Regions from separate parts of the Pan paniscus genome. Here region 1 is linked to region 2. A link is a contact called in public Hi-C data. All regions are on one chromosome and are shown on one strand. The core of a region is the stretch at or near the end of the contact, and the rest is flanking DNA. Distances in the headings are between cores, read along the strand shown. Region 1 holds the start of SPRR4 (small proline rich protein 4). Region 2 holds the start of LELP1 (late cornified envelope like proline rich 1).

Region 1 (6,879 bases), core at 3,008-5,507, 230 kb after region 2:
GCACCCACTAGGCTGAGAACTTTTCCAGAATCTCAGACAGCTTCATCATATCCCCTTCTAGTCGGTACTCTCCCCAGCGATGGCCATGATTTTGACTTCTATCCAACAGAGTAGAATTATCCCTGGCCTTTCAGTTTTTAACTCTCTATCTGGTGTGTTTGCCAGAGGCCCTCCACCTGGCAGGTTGCAAACTCCATTCATTGTTTCATAAACCTACTAAAAACTCCACTCTACATTTCAAAGACTTTCTGCTTAGGTATTTAATATCCTGACCTGACCATTCCTAGAATTCATTACATGTTCCAAGTGGAATATCAACCACTTGCTTAAAGACCGCCCCCTAGAGCACCCATAAATTCTCTGGTCTCTCTGTCCCTAGCAATGATCCTCCACAGTAGAAAGCTTTGGTTTTTATTCTTCTGCTCTTGCCCAGAATCCACAGATTATCCCAGGTAAACATTTGTTGGCTCACCTCTCTGAGGCTCTCCTATCTCTGGAGTTTTAGGGTCCCCAGGTGGGTGCAGCTAGTTTGTAATTTGCTCTAGATGTACACTAGGCTGCTGGCTTGGCACAGGCTGTCCTTTTCCACTCAGAAGCAGTTCTTTCTTCTGTACTTTTGAAAAGCTAGTCATTGCACATTTGGGGATAGTGAGGTAAACAAGACTCCTGTTCTTTAAGGGCTCATATTTTAACTTTTATGTGTTTAATTATGGCTGGGATTTTGACATAAGCCAATGTTGTTTTGTGAACTTCTGAAGGGTAGAATTACATAAAAGAATTTCTTCATAAGGGGGAATGGATGCCCACCTACTCATGCAGAGATGGGACTTTGTCCTTGGCCATTGGTGTGGAAAACATGGGTGTCTCCCCTTCCTCACTGAGTTAATAACCTGAGACACATATCACAGCAGAAGCATTCATTGTTTCAATCACCCCTATCTGTCCAATTAGCTGAAGACTATGCAAATCTATCAGCCTGGTACTCAAAAGTCTGTGGGAAGACTTGCCAAGGCCTTCTTGGGAGACATGAAAATGACATGAAAACTCTGAAAAACAGTGTGTCCAAGAAACTGGATAGGGCTTAGATGGAAGGAAGCCAGGAAGGAGAATAAGACAGACTGGCCTTTCTACTTGACAGAGGGGAGTTATTTTAGGATGCAGGGTTTGGGGCACAGAAAGGCTGTCAATGAATTCTTAGGGCTAGAATGAATCTTAATTGTGTTTGCAATACTTTGGCTTTCCTGGTTAATGTCGGTACCCACTAAGTTTTAAGTAACTATGACTTGGAAATATCAGCCATGGATCGCTACTTTAAGGGGAAGTAGAGAAGGTGGTTATTTGTTCCCTTTTAGGCTAGTGTGTTAAGTGAGAAAGCAATTTATGCTTGATGGTGGCAACTGAAATTGAGTGACTAAATCCCAGGAAAAGAATAAAGCTCAAGGGGAGAAAATCGGACTCCATTCAGCTGCTTCTTCCTACTCAGGGTCTCTTCTTCGAATACTTATCTTTCTTTATATCTGAGAGGTTTGCCGCTTCTTTCCAATATAGGCAGCTGGTCTCACACGTGGGTTAGGAGGGTCAGGAAGCCAGTTGTAAAAACAGGTTTCTTTTATAAGCTGTGTAAAGTCAGACTAACTGACAAAACCAGGCCCTGTATACTTTGTACAAACTCTCTGTATGTGTCCATCCCCGGAACAATATTTCCCTGTGTAAGAAAATGACTGCCTTCCAAACAGTACACTGAGACACAGGATAAATTGACTCTGGATAGCTCTGGAAATCCAGCATGGCAGAGTGGAAAACTAAGGTCATTCTAGAACTTGCCAAATATCAGATGAGTGAGTATGAATATGTAAGTGAATGAGTGTGAGTTAATGAATGAACAAAAACATAAGCAAATACATGAAAAAGTCAGTTGCACATATTTGTAGAAATGTTTTGCAGGACTCAGGTCATTTATGTATGCTTTGTGTGCTTTTTCAGAATGACAACTTCCAAGAGGAAAAAACTGCATTCATCAGGTGGGCTGGGCTTCTAATGGTAGGAGCTAAATTTTCCTCCCTTTTGATCTTCCCTAGATGGCATTAGTTATGCAAGACTCTATTAGACTTTTGCCAATTAGTTGCTGGGCTTGTTTTCTGTCCTCCTTTACCTGAGATACATCTGGATATGTTTCCCCATTGTTGGTTACCAGAGAGTAACTGTGTCCATAAGAGTGACTTCCTGAACTCCCGGGCATGTGTGTACTTGCACCTTCACTTCCCTAAAATGTTCCCTCTGAATGAATGAATGAATCACAGAATGGGACTGGGAGTGGACAATTAGCCCAGGAAGCAGACACATTTATTACATGAGGCACATATTTATTGGGGAAAACAGGAGAGAAGCCCAGAGCAGGGGGCATCATGGAGAGGAATGAGGCAGAAACTGTGCACCAGCCTCTGTGACCCTACTTGTCAGGGTGGAACCTCAGAAGAAGCCCAGACACTTTCCTCACTTTGGGAAATGGATGGGCCTTAGCTGTGGCCACGCTGGAGCCTGCAGAGAATGAGGCCTCTCTCACACCCACCTGGGAGAGCATCGGGGTGGGATATAGAAGAAGCCAAGGTGGTATGTGTGGGGAAGCGTACGATGGGAAGAAATCCTTATAATGCTTCCTTACATCTTGGGCAGGAGGAGATGTGAGAGGAGGGTAGGCTCAAGAGCTGGAGGGAAGAGGAGAAGGAAGAAGAGAAGGTTCCATCTGGTAGCCAGGATGGTGGATGATGGTAATATCCAGTCCATCCTTACTTCTGTTTACTCTTGGAGGCTTGCTGGGCTGAGGGACACTTCTGCTGGGCTGGAATGATGGTGCCCTTTGGTGGGCATTGCTTCTTGACCTGGGGAGCACATGGATCCTTGGTTTTGGGTGCACATGTCTCTTGACATTTAACAGGGGGTGGCTGACAAGGCTGCTTCACTTGCTGCTGCTGGGCCCTCTGGGGTGGGCACTGCTGCTGCTGCTGCTGCTGCTGCTGCTGCTGGGAAGACATTGCTCTAGGAACAGGTGAGCCTAAAGGAAACCGGGCAGTGACACCATGAGAAGGGTGTTAAAAAGTAGCCTTTTAACACCCTTTTTAAAAAGATGGTTAAAAAGTAGCCCAGACATTTTACAAGGTCAAAGCATGCCATCTTAGCTGACAGATCTGGACAATGTCAACTGGCTCCCTTTGATAATGAGAATGGGCAAGGATGTGGGGGCATGAGGAGAGGACAAAAACAGTCTCTGTCTTACAGGTAAGCATCATGGTGTGTGTGTGAGTGTGTGTGTGTGTGTGTGTGTGTGTGTGAGATCGGGCTGGAGAAGGGGTGTATAAGAATGCAGAGACCTGATCTCTAATCCCTGCTCCACCCCTGACTCACCATGGGAGACTAAGGCAAGTCCTATGTGGCTATAGGATAGTGGTTCCAGCCCTCTACAAAGAACTGGGAAGCTTGAGGGCCAGCCAAATAGATCACTGGAGCCAAAGGATGACAGGAGGATGTTCAAAGGAAAGAGCGCTAGCCAAGAAGGCTCAGACATTGGTTCTAGGTCCATCCTGCCATTAACTTCATGGGCAACCTGCCTTCTGTGGGTCTCAGCACCCTTATTAGAAGGATGCTGGTCAGGAAATTCCCTGAAGCCTTCCCAGCTCTGATGAGGGTCTCTGGCTATCTTTGTAGGCAGTGTTCCTTATGGTCTAAGTTAATGATTATAGATGGGAAGTGCAGGCCTCAGGAAGTAAAGAGGTGGCAATCAGAATAGGGAAGCATGAGAGCTGCATAGGATTGAATAAAATGTTCAATATACCTGTTTGCATACACCTGGAAGAAAAGTTTAAAGCTTACTGGTAAGCAAAATGCAGAATAGGGTGTGAGAAACCTTTAAACAGGGCTTGGAATTGCTACAAAATCCTGTAGCTCTAAATATCTCCTTCTTCAACAATAAAAATCTTCTTTCTGGGGAGTCAAACCCATAATCAGAAAATAAGTCATACTGAGCAATGGTGCGGAATGGAGATTAAACTTTCTAAGTACCGATTAGTGTGCCATTTCCGCAATTGTCAGAAGACTTGTGTCACTTCCCTGATTACCCAAGGATGGAAGAGGATCTTGGCCTAGCGGCTCAAAGGAGTTAAAGGCGAAGGAAAGCGCCCTACAAATCCCAGGAGAACAGATGAGTTCCCACTTACCAGAGGCGACAAGATGGACCCCAGGAGAGGAGGCTGAGCCCTTGTCCACAGGCAGAGCCACTCCAGGAGCCTTTATAGGGCCCCCAACCTGCCCTGGGCACTTGGTGTGGTCCTGATTACCACCTCCCAGGGAATTCCTCACCCACTTCTCCCACCTGCACTTCCTTCAGGGACTTGCTTTGCTGACCTGTTTTGATGAAAGCCACCCACCATATATTTTCAGCATTCCAAGTCTCTGCACCTGAGCTGATTTAACCCACCAAAGGTGTTTGCTCAAACTCAGGGATTCAAGATCTTTTAAATATAGTACAAATTGAAGGAGCTGTTTGCAGACAGACAGTTATAAGAAATATTGAAGAAAAAAGAGGAAGAGGGAGAGGATGGGGTTTGGGGCAATTCTGACAAAAATGTGAACATCCCGTTTTCTGCAAATTGCTGCCATTTCTTGAGCACTCACTGTGAGGCTAGCACCAGGACCACCCGTCATGCTTATTATTTCATTTCATCTTCCTAGCCCCTCTAGGGAAAGTGTCGTTGTTACCATTTTGCAGATGAAAAAAGTGAGGCTGAGAAAGATTAAACAGCAGAGATGGGATTTGAATTCAGATCTGGATGATTCAATGCCTAGCCCCAGGTACCACTCATCCCCCTTCCTCAATACACAGTGCAAGTGTCCTTCCTATTCCAGGGGGACAGTTCACGAAGTGTTCTGTGAGGCTTCTCTGGGGCACAGGTAGAAGATGATGTGAATGGTGCCCCAGCACACGGCGGTGCTGTCCCCATCTGCCCATTGGGAGTCGGGGTGCTGAGGAGTATTCGTGGTGGTTACAGAACGTGGGATAGAATTGGCCCCTGTGGTAGACTTGCCACATAAAATACAGGACATTCAGTTAAATTTGAATCTCAGATAACAGAATATTTTAAAAGTATAAGTATATTCCAAATATTGCAGGAAACATACTCAAAAATTACTTGTAGTTTATATGAAATTCAAATTTCACTGGGCAGGCTCTATTTTTATTTGCTAAATCCAGCAATCCTACTCAGGGCCTTATCTAGGTGGCAGGAAGGAGCCCTGGTCCTCCATTTAGCCTCCTAGGCCCTGGGATGGAGAAAGGCAGGGCCTCTGGGAAGCTGGTCCACCTCTAGCCCTCTACCCCGAAGATTGACCTCAGGATGCTGCCCAACAAGAGGCCATGCAAGGGCTCACCACTGCCATCATCAGAGGAAGGGGTAGGATGGCCCGAGAAATGATAGGAATACCTTAATGTACTTTCCAAAGCATTTTTCAAATCCCTCACCTCATTTAATCCTCATGACAATTTTACTGACAGTTTAAAGAGGCTGGCCCAAAGAAGTTAAAGGACCTGCTCAACCACATGCAGCTGCTCAGGGTGGAGCTGGGTGGGTGCCTGGCCTGGGGCTCATTTCCACTCCATCACCGCAGTCAGCATCTCCATGGTGGACAAGTCACTGTCATTGGGTGGGGACCATGACTAATAACGTCTCCTGAGCTTTCTGTCTTATGTGGATGGAATACTGTTCATTTTTCAGGGTCAGCCTCACTTTAATCAGCCCCTTAATTTTCCCCTCCAGGCCAGACCTCCCCCACTTCCTCTTCCCAAGCCTAGCAACACTAAGAATGTAATATTCTGGGTTCCAGATTCTGGTTCTGCATTCCACCTCCAAGAAGAACACCATCTCCACCTGCAGCCCTCATTTCCACATACCCCCAGTCCTCTGTGCTCTTGCTGATATGAACTCTCCACAAGGAAACTATGCAGCAAGACAGATTTGCATGGACATAGACCAAGGCTTTTCATATGCCTGGTGCCTCGAAGGCACTGGTATGTGTGTATTGCCTGTGAACAGATGGGCAGCTCCATCCCTCATGTCCCAGTCACCCATGTGGGTTTACTGCAATGAATTTTACTCCTATTTTTCCCAATTTCATCATTGCCCTTTTATTTTATTAATAAAGAACTCCTGCTTAGTTTTGAAGCATTCTGTCATGTGATAAAACTCGGCTTATAAAACAGCTATCATCTCAGAGGATACCCCAGGGGTGACCCAGATAGAGACCTAAATATGGCTGGCCTTAAAGGGACCATGTGTCATAGATCATAAACATTCAAGACCCAGTCAACCTCATGTGCATTCAACATGTTACACCTTTCAAAACCTCCACACTCGACTTCCCTGTCAGCTACATTATTGCCAGTCTACAGAGAGGGAAACTGAAACTTTGAATGAGGCCATATCTACCCCAAGGTCACATGAGGGCTAATGTCAAAGCCAGGGTTGAATTGCAGGTCTCCTGGCACCACAGTCCCTCTCAGTCAGCTGATAGGAGTGAAATACTGGGCAGCTTCTTAGCAGAGGCTGCACTGATGACAAATTACGAAGCTGCTTGAGGTGGTCTCCACCTCTTCTTGCCCCAGTCTTCCTCCCGATTCCCTCCCTGGAAGCCAGGTACTCTTTTTTTTTTTTAAATTATACTTTAAGTTTTAGGGTACATGTGCACAACGTGCAGGTTTGTTACATATGTATACATGTGCCATGATGGTGTGCTGCACCCATTAACTCATCATTTAGCATTAGGTATGTCTCCTAATGCTATCCCTCCCCCCTCCCCCCACCCCACAACAGTCCCCTGTGTGTGATGTTC
Region 2 (7,608 bases), core at 2,286-4,785:
TTTGTGTAATGGTTCCATAGGGAGCCATCCCAGATTTGGCTCTTCAGTTATCTATTACGATGATAGCAGGGAATCCTTAAATGCTGTTCACTGTATCGCTGCTTATGTGCAGTGCCCCGAAACAATTCACAACTGGTTTGTCTGTGCGTCAAAGCTCTGTCATCTGCTTGGCCACAGGGGCATGCTCGTGACCTTCTAGGCAATCAGGTTCCTCTCCTGGTGAAAATAGGAATATCCTTGTGCCCAACCTGTCAACAAGCTGGGTATGCAACTGGCCCAGGACCTTACTGAATGGCGGGGTGGGGGGCACTAGGAGAGGATGGGACATATTCTGAGGCATTGTAGAGGCTGGCGAGATGAGAGTGGCTGAGATGGTGAGTGGGTCCCTGATCCCAGGCCTTGAAGTCTTGATTCCTACAGTTCTCCCTTTAATCCTATGCCCTGTTCCCAAACCCTTCTCAGCATGAGCTGATAAATTCTGTTTTGTGAATTAAGCTAGTTTGACACGGACTTTCTCTAACTACTTGTAAATAATCTCCACTAACACATCAGCTATGAAGGCTTTCCCTATTCATTCCTAATTGAGGTCCCAGATATGTACAATATCTAGTTTTTTGTACTTAAGTTTTTATTTTGAAATTTTATAGATTCACAGAGTGTTGCAAAAATAGAGGTTTCATGTACCCTTCACTGGGATTCTTCCACTAGTGACATGTTATGTAACTATAGTTCAGTATTAGAGCCAGGTAACAGATAGTGGTATAATCTGTAACTCCTTTTTGAATATTTTTAAAAGAATGTCTAACTGTATGCTTACAGATGTCAAAGCCTGACTCCTGTGGTCAGGAGATTTACAGGCTAAGAAGAATTACACAAACCAATGAAGTTCAGGTGTGATGAGTGTTACACCGGTGGGTGTGGGGTGCTCCTTCACCAACTCACTATGTCCCTGTAAACCTAGCACTTGGCATTTGTTAACTTTTTTTTTTTTTTTTTGAGATGGAGTCTCGCTCCTCTCATGCAGGCTGGAGTGCAGTGGTGCGATCTCGGCTCACTGCAACCTCCATCTCCTGGGTTCAAATGATTCTCCTTCTTCAGCCTCCCGAGTAGCTGGGATTACAGGCGTGCGCCACGCCCAGCTAATTTTTGTATTTTTAGTAGAGACGGGGTTTTGCCATGTTGGCCAGGTTGGTCTCGAACTCCTGACCTCAGGCTATCCACCTGCCTCGGCCTCCCAAAGTGCTAGGATTACAGGCATGAGCCACCGTGCCTGGCCTGGCGTCTGTTAATTCTTTAGCCTCACAACAACTTCATAACAGCAGTACTGTTAGCATCATCATTCCTTTTGCAAAGAGAGGAAAACTGAGACACAAAGAAGTTAAGCAACTTGCTTAAGGTTACAAGGTGTTAGGGAGCAGAGATAGAGTTTCATTAAACCCATGCAGCCTGTACTGAGAGCCCTTCTGCATAAGTATTATGCAACAGGACTAACAGAAAGGTAGTACAATGCCTTTCCCTGAGCCTTCCTGGACCTTTCACCAATATTCTACTCCTCTTTCTCCCTCATACCATCTCTTTCCTGCTTCTTGGGGTTAGACACTTTCACAGCTGCAACCATATTTATGGATCTCTCAGGCTTTGCTCTAACACAGCCTGGCATTACCTGGGTACACCCTTCAGATGTGGGCACCTGCCTCTAAGCAGCAGGTGGGGTCAGAGGGAAAGTCAGTTCTCAAAGGTTGTTGAGAGTGCAGGGTTCTAGCCTCACTTCTCAGGGATTGCTTGTTGGTGGTTTAGTGCTGTAAAACAACAAACAAAACAAATCAAAACCCACCAGAAACACCAGGAGAAGTCTTGCACAGCAGAGGAACACGTTTACTTGTCAGTTCATGGTTTCAGTCTCCAGCCCCACAGCGTTGTACATGGTGGAGGTGGCAGTGGTGGTGGGGTTGGGTAGTGCCCACAGTGCCTCACTCTGGGGGAGGGCAGGGAGGTGGGCAAGCATGTGAGCAGGATGAAGGGCATTTAGGAGGACAGGGCTTGGTGCAGGGCTGGGGAGGGCAGGATGAAGGAGACTGCGAGGGGCAGGGCGGGCACTTGGGTGGTGCTGGACACTTTTCCCGTGGGCACTTTTCGGAGCAGCGTTGCAGCAGCTTCTTTAAACAGCTGGGCTGGCATTTGGACTCACACTTTTGTTCACACTTGGGATTGCAGTTCTTGGGCTCAGTCTTGGGGTCATTTGATTTAATTTTATCATCACTCGACATTGTTTCTTGATTATCTGAGCCCTGCAAAGAAATATGAGATGCATTGTAGGTGGGAGAGGATACCTACAGGCTTCTTACAGCTTATCCTTGTACTTAAGAAAGTCTTCCCTGAGATGCATTCAGGCTCTAGATCATCTTCTCATTTAGGGCCGCCCTCATCCTTGTATGAGTTTGAGATAGCATTTCTTAATCTCTCCACCCTTAACTCTGCTTCCTTTTCACTTATTCTTGCTTCCATGCCGTAGACTCTAGTAGGAGTTCTTAACCTATGGTTTTGGACCCCCCACCTCCCCCACCCCACTGAAACTGTGTTTCAGTAGAGTTGGTGTCTCTGTAACTCCATATGTTGTATTTAATTCATTTAGAAACATGATTCCAAGGAGTCCCTAAGTTTGACCAGATTGCTCAAGGCATTCATGGCACAATAGAAGTTTCGCTCCTCTAGGGCCACTTCCTGTTCCTCTGAAGATAGATGGGAGGTACACTAGCAGACTTGGGGGCCTAGGACACTGCTTTCAATCCTGTGTCCCACCTAAGTTCCCTGAACCTTGAGAATTGCTTTCTTTACTAGAGGCCATGGGAGGGAAAGTAATTTAATCCCTGCCATGAGTGGGTTCCCATGGGCTACTCTAGAACTGCCCACTCCTTTGCCTCCATCCAGGTTCTGATAAATAATAGGGTAAGGGAAGAAATCAGGAGATGAACCACGAAATTCCAATTTCTCTGAAAATCTGAATGATAGAGCCACAAAATGTGATTTTCAGAAGGGAATTCCTTTTCTCTCCTGTTGAGTTTTGCCCTGAGCTAGGCATTTCTGTACGGACAGTTTAACTCCTAGATATGGACAGGGATTTTCAGTCCCTCACAATACTTCAAGTTGGATCTAATTGGTTATATTTCTTTTAACAATATAAAAGTAACATTTTAAATTTTGTTTTAAAATCAGTATAGCTCTCTGGGGAGGCATATTATTAAGTTGAACTCTAAAATTGTTGAGACTCTATTCCAAGGTGAAGCACACACCAGTTCTTACCACTGAAAATAACAGGAAACTTTCATTCAAACATGACTTTCCCAACCCTGCTCAGTGCGTGGGGTACTTCAGGTCACTCCCAGGGTAGAAGAGGCCAAAGAGTGGCCACTTCCACCTGTCCAAATGCAACTTACCCCTCTGTGTTGGTGGTGAACTTGACAAGCAGTTGAGTGAGGTGGATGTTATGGCTGTGCCTGGGAAGGTGGCTTTTCCCTCTGGTTCCTCTGCCCAGATCTGAGGAAGCTGGGGGTGGGGGCAGGGGAAATGACCTCCACTTATGAGGTCATTGCAGCATCATCGAGGGGCAATTGTTGAGTGACTCCATAGCTCCCAGCACAACAAGCCCTGGACACCAGAATAGAGCCATGATGAATCACCCCCCTTGGCTGTCCCACCCCTCCCTAGACCCCTCAACATTCAGGCTGGTAAAATGAGGCTGCAGTGAAGAGTCCTGGGCTCTGAGGATGGGAGGCTCATTGTTGCTAGGAGCAGAAAAGCTGGCCCACTGTTGACACATGGTCTCCAGCTCCTCTTCCACCCTCAAAGTTTAATTCCTCTGAACCTGCCCCTTCCCCACCCTTCTAGGAGAGCAACCCTGAATTGATCACAGCCATTTTGACATTCTTCTTTTCTTTATTTTTCTAATGTGAGATTCTGAAACCTCTTCTTACCACCCCACACAATTGGGTTAGCCCCAGATCCTGCCTTAGGGCACAAAGATTTGCCTCTCAGAATTCCTTCCTTGCCTTTTTTAAAGGCCTGACCAGGGTCTTTGTGGTTGGAATGGGGGTGTGTTAGGAGTGGCGATGGGAGGCTGGAGTGTGAAAGGTGGGTAGGCTTAGACACAGGGTGCCTGAACTCAGGTTTAGGAGGTTCATCGTGGCAGTCATCACGAATGAATCTCTAGTGACTTTTGATTAAAATTGTGACACGATTGTGCCTAAGGTATTTAAATATTAGGATGGATTGGGAGATGGGGTGGTGAAGTAAAAGTCGAATGAGACTGTTTTAAAGAAATTATGAAAATCTCCACATCTGAAGGAAGGCAGTCATGGGTCTGGGTGCCCATGAGAAAGGCCTCATTAGACAGGCAGATTCATGGGACTTATTTACTGACTGTGCAGAAAACTAAGAACTGAAGATGACTCCGAAGCAAAAGGGCTTCTTCCTAGTGTACTAGAGGGCAATACGATGACACCAGGTTTTTGAGAAAAGAAAAGCTTTTTACTGCAACTCGACCATCAAGGAGACAAGAGTTCAGCTCGAATCTGTCTCCCTGTGCTGGCTTTAAGGCAGTCATTTTATTGGGAAAGGTTAGGGATTAGATTCTGGGCTTAGTAGGTGACTGGTGGAAGGAAAAGGGAGGGCTGGAAAAAGTCCTCGGGCATGGGAAGTTATGTCTTCATGCTACCTCACGGGTCACATGTGCAGTTTCGGGGAGGGTCAGTATGAAACATGCAGTGGAAATTTGGCTGTGACATCAGCACGCTTTTTCTGTGCAGACTCCAGTCTGCCAGATTGGCTCCAATGACTTCAGCCAATTTTGTTATCTTACAAATGGAGAGAGTTTCAGCATTTCAGCAAGTTGTTCTTTTTTTAAAATCTACCATCATGTAAACTCAAGAATTTGTATTAGTCACTAGTTTGTTTAACTCTTTGGGACAATGTTTCACCAGGTTTTGGGGTGTTAATATTACTTTTAATGAGAGCTGAGGAAACAGGGGAAGAGATTTGTGCTAAAAGAATATGGGTTTAAGTCTGAGAAGAGTTTAGTTAGAGTGAACCCTCTTGGGTGGTTATTGGAAATATGGCTTTGGCCCTTGGGCCGCTGGGGAGACCTGAGGCCTTCAGTTCATTTCAGTTTAACAAGTGTTTATTGAATAGAAGATCATGAGTTGAAGATGGAGAAACCTCATATGGGGTTTATTCACAAGGATAAATAATGCCATATTCAATTAAACCTCAAATGAACCTAAATAAAAGAGGAGAATGGGTTGGGATTTAACCCCCTATCACTGGAATAATTGACGATAGAGTCATAGTCTTTGTGCAGCTCACTCCTTTCATAAGAATTTCCTCTTTCTTCCATAATATTGTTCATCAGCTCTCTCTCCTCAAAGCTGTTGAGAAGCAGCTCTCACCCCCATCTCAGGAGACCCAGCCTCACCTATGTTCAGCTCTGGACCAAAGCTACCAATCTAGATATGGGGATGGCAGTCATTTGTGACAGCAATGTAAAAAATGTAGTGATTTCTACTAGCCATTGTTATCTTTCTCTTTCTCCTTTCTTCCCTCTCCTATTTCTTGCTCAAGCAGTTCTCAGTGAATCAAAGTATATCAGTCACTGGACTTTCAGTAGGACGTTTGCCCATTATCTTTCCAGTCTTTAAAACCTTCCTCTGTAAAGGTCAGCACTCCTGGCAGTGTTACATTTGGTATCCCAGCTACTAGCCTTACCTTTCACTTAGGGTTTGGTGGCTGTGACTTCCTTCGCTAGCTGGAAGGAGCTACTACTGAGACGAAACACAGAACAGGCTTCTTAGGCTGCTGGGCCTCCACGAGAGGCTGGAAGAAGAGATAAATGTCAAAGCCCGGCTTGCCTAGATTAGGGTTAGAAGAGGACCCTGAAGTCAGATTTCTGGGTTTAAATCCTGCTTTTGCTAGGTGCGGTGGCTCACGCCTGTAATCCCAGCACTTTGGGAGGCTGAGGTGGGCGGATCACGAGGTCAGGAGTTTTGAGACCAGCCTGGCCAACATGGTGAAACCCCATCTCTACTGAAAATACAAAAATTAGCAAATTCGCTGGGCGTGGTGGCACATGCCTGAAATCCCAGCTACTCGGGAGGCTGAGGCAGAAGAATCGCTTGAACCTGGGAGGCAAAGGTTGCAGTGAACCGAGATCACGCCATTGCACTCCAGCCTGGGCAATAGAGTGAGACTCCGTCTCAAAAAAAAAAAAAAAATCCTGCTTTCATCCTTTACTTGCTGAACAACTCTTAGTAATTTACTTAACCATCCAGGTCTCGATTCCCTCATCTATAAAATGATATAATGTCACCATCATCTTAAGATAATATATAACTTATGTCGATTGCTCATAACATGCCAGTCATATTTGCAAGTGCAAAACCTACACCCTCATCCATTACAGTGCCTCACTAGACTCATAGAATTGTAAAGACTGGAGATGCCCTGTATGAAGTACCCCCCAAAAATGTTTGTTATTCATATTAGTTATCGTTTTTGTCAACGCTGGCCAGGTGTCTTCATTGGTTTGCTGAACCTCTCTCTCTGTGTCTTCATTTCTGTCTCATTCTCTCATTTTCTGGTGTTGGCCCTATAATCCCACTTCTCCAACTCAATATTTTCCTCAGACCCCTTCTCCATAGCATTTTTTTCCCCTGCCTTCCAGCCAAAGCTCCTGGTGGCGTTCACAGTAAGATTAGATATTTTAATGTTAACTATTAACGGATGATTTCACTTTTGAGTAGGAAGAGTTGATATCAATGTTATTGATAAAAGATAGTAACTTAATTTAGGCCAAAAAAGTCATTGGGCCATTCAGTGATTCCTCTCTGTGTCTGTCTGAAGGCTCTGTATGTCTGCATATTGTATCAGCCCGAGGACATGCTATGTATCAGAAATTTTAACTCCATTAGAATCTCCCTCGCTGCTTTTTTGGCAAAGTATTTCTATTTTTTTCCATGCCTTTTTCTGTCTGTGTAATTCTTGTTGAACAAGCAGAACCTGCATGATGGTCAGAAAGCAACTCTATTTCTTCTCTTGATGCCTCTTAAAACCCTCTCTGTGGGGCTGGCTCTTCCCTTTCTCTTGGAATGAAATCTCTAGCAGATGCCCTTGACTTTTAGAATCATGCTAAGAAATCGCATGATTTCTTACTTCTATTTACTTAAAAATAATTTCTATTTACATAAAAAAATCTTATTTCAGTAATCAGAAGGTCTTTCCTTGAATGTTGGATTTCCTTCTCTTTCCTACTTGGTACTACTGCAGGAAGGAAGGCTGCACAGAAAAGAAGAGTATCTTCTCTATTAGCTACTAGAAGTTTTTAATTTTCTTCCCTTGCTCACCCAGCTGCCTCTTGTCCATTTGGGTAGGGGTTGCAAAGGAATGAGAAAGAAAGACCTGAAAACTTTGTGAACTGGCATAGGAGCTTTCTGGGCTTGGCAGTTGCTTACGGCTGACCTCTCTCCCGTGGAGAACTTGAATGTGTTCTTCACAGACTCTCCTCTCCCTGCTGGCTGGGTGTTGGCCGCAGTTCTTTAGTATGACAGGCATGTCTGCTTT

What was found. A called contact is a pair of places that touch in the nucleus more often than the background predicts.
Region 1: a contact with region 2 is called in a Hi-C map of fibroblasts, with 2.5 times the contacts expected there. The contact joins the promoter of SPRR4 here to the promoter of LELP1 in region 2. A contact is called at or near these places in 2 of 3 Hi-C or Micro-C datasets (fibroblasts and induced pluripotent stem cells).

Annotation. Positions count from the first base shown.
Region 1 is chr1:96,871,492-96,878,370 of NHGRI_mPanPan1-v2.0_pri, forward strand. It overlaps SPRR4 (small proline rich protein 4), which reads right to left and starts at 4,258. Exons shown (of 2, transcript XM_057302543.2): 1 at 4,212-4,258; 2 at 2,343-3,052. The coding sequence starts at 3,032. The coding sequence ends at 2,787.
Region 2 is chr1:96,639,219-96,646,826 of NHGRI_mPanPan1-v2.0_pri, forward strand. It overlaps LELP1 (late cornified envelope like proline rich 1), which reads right to left and starts at 3,536. Exons shown (of 5, transcript XM_003817189.7): 1 at 3,435-3,536; 2 at 1,835-2,288. The coding sequence starts at 2,267. The coding sequence ends at 1,971.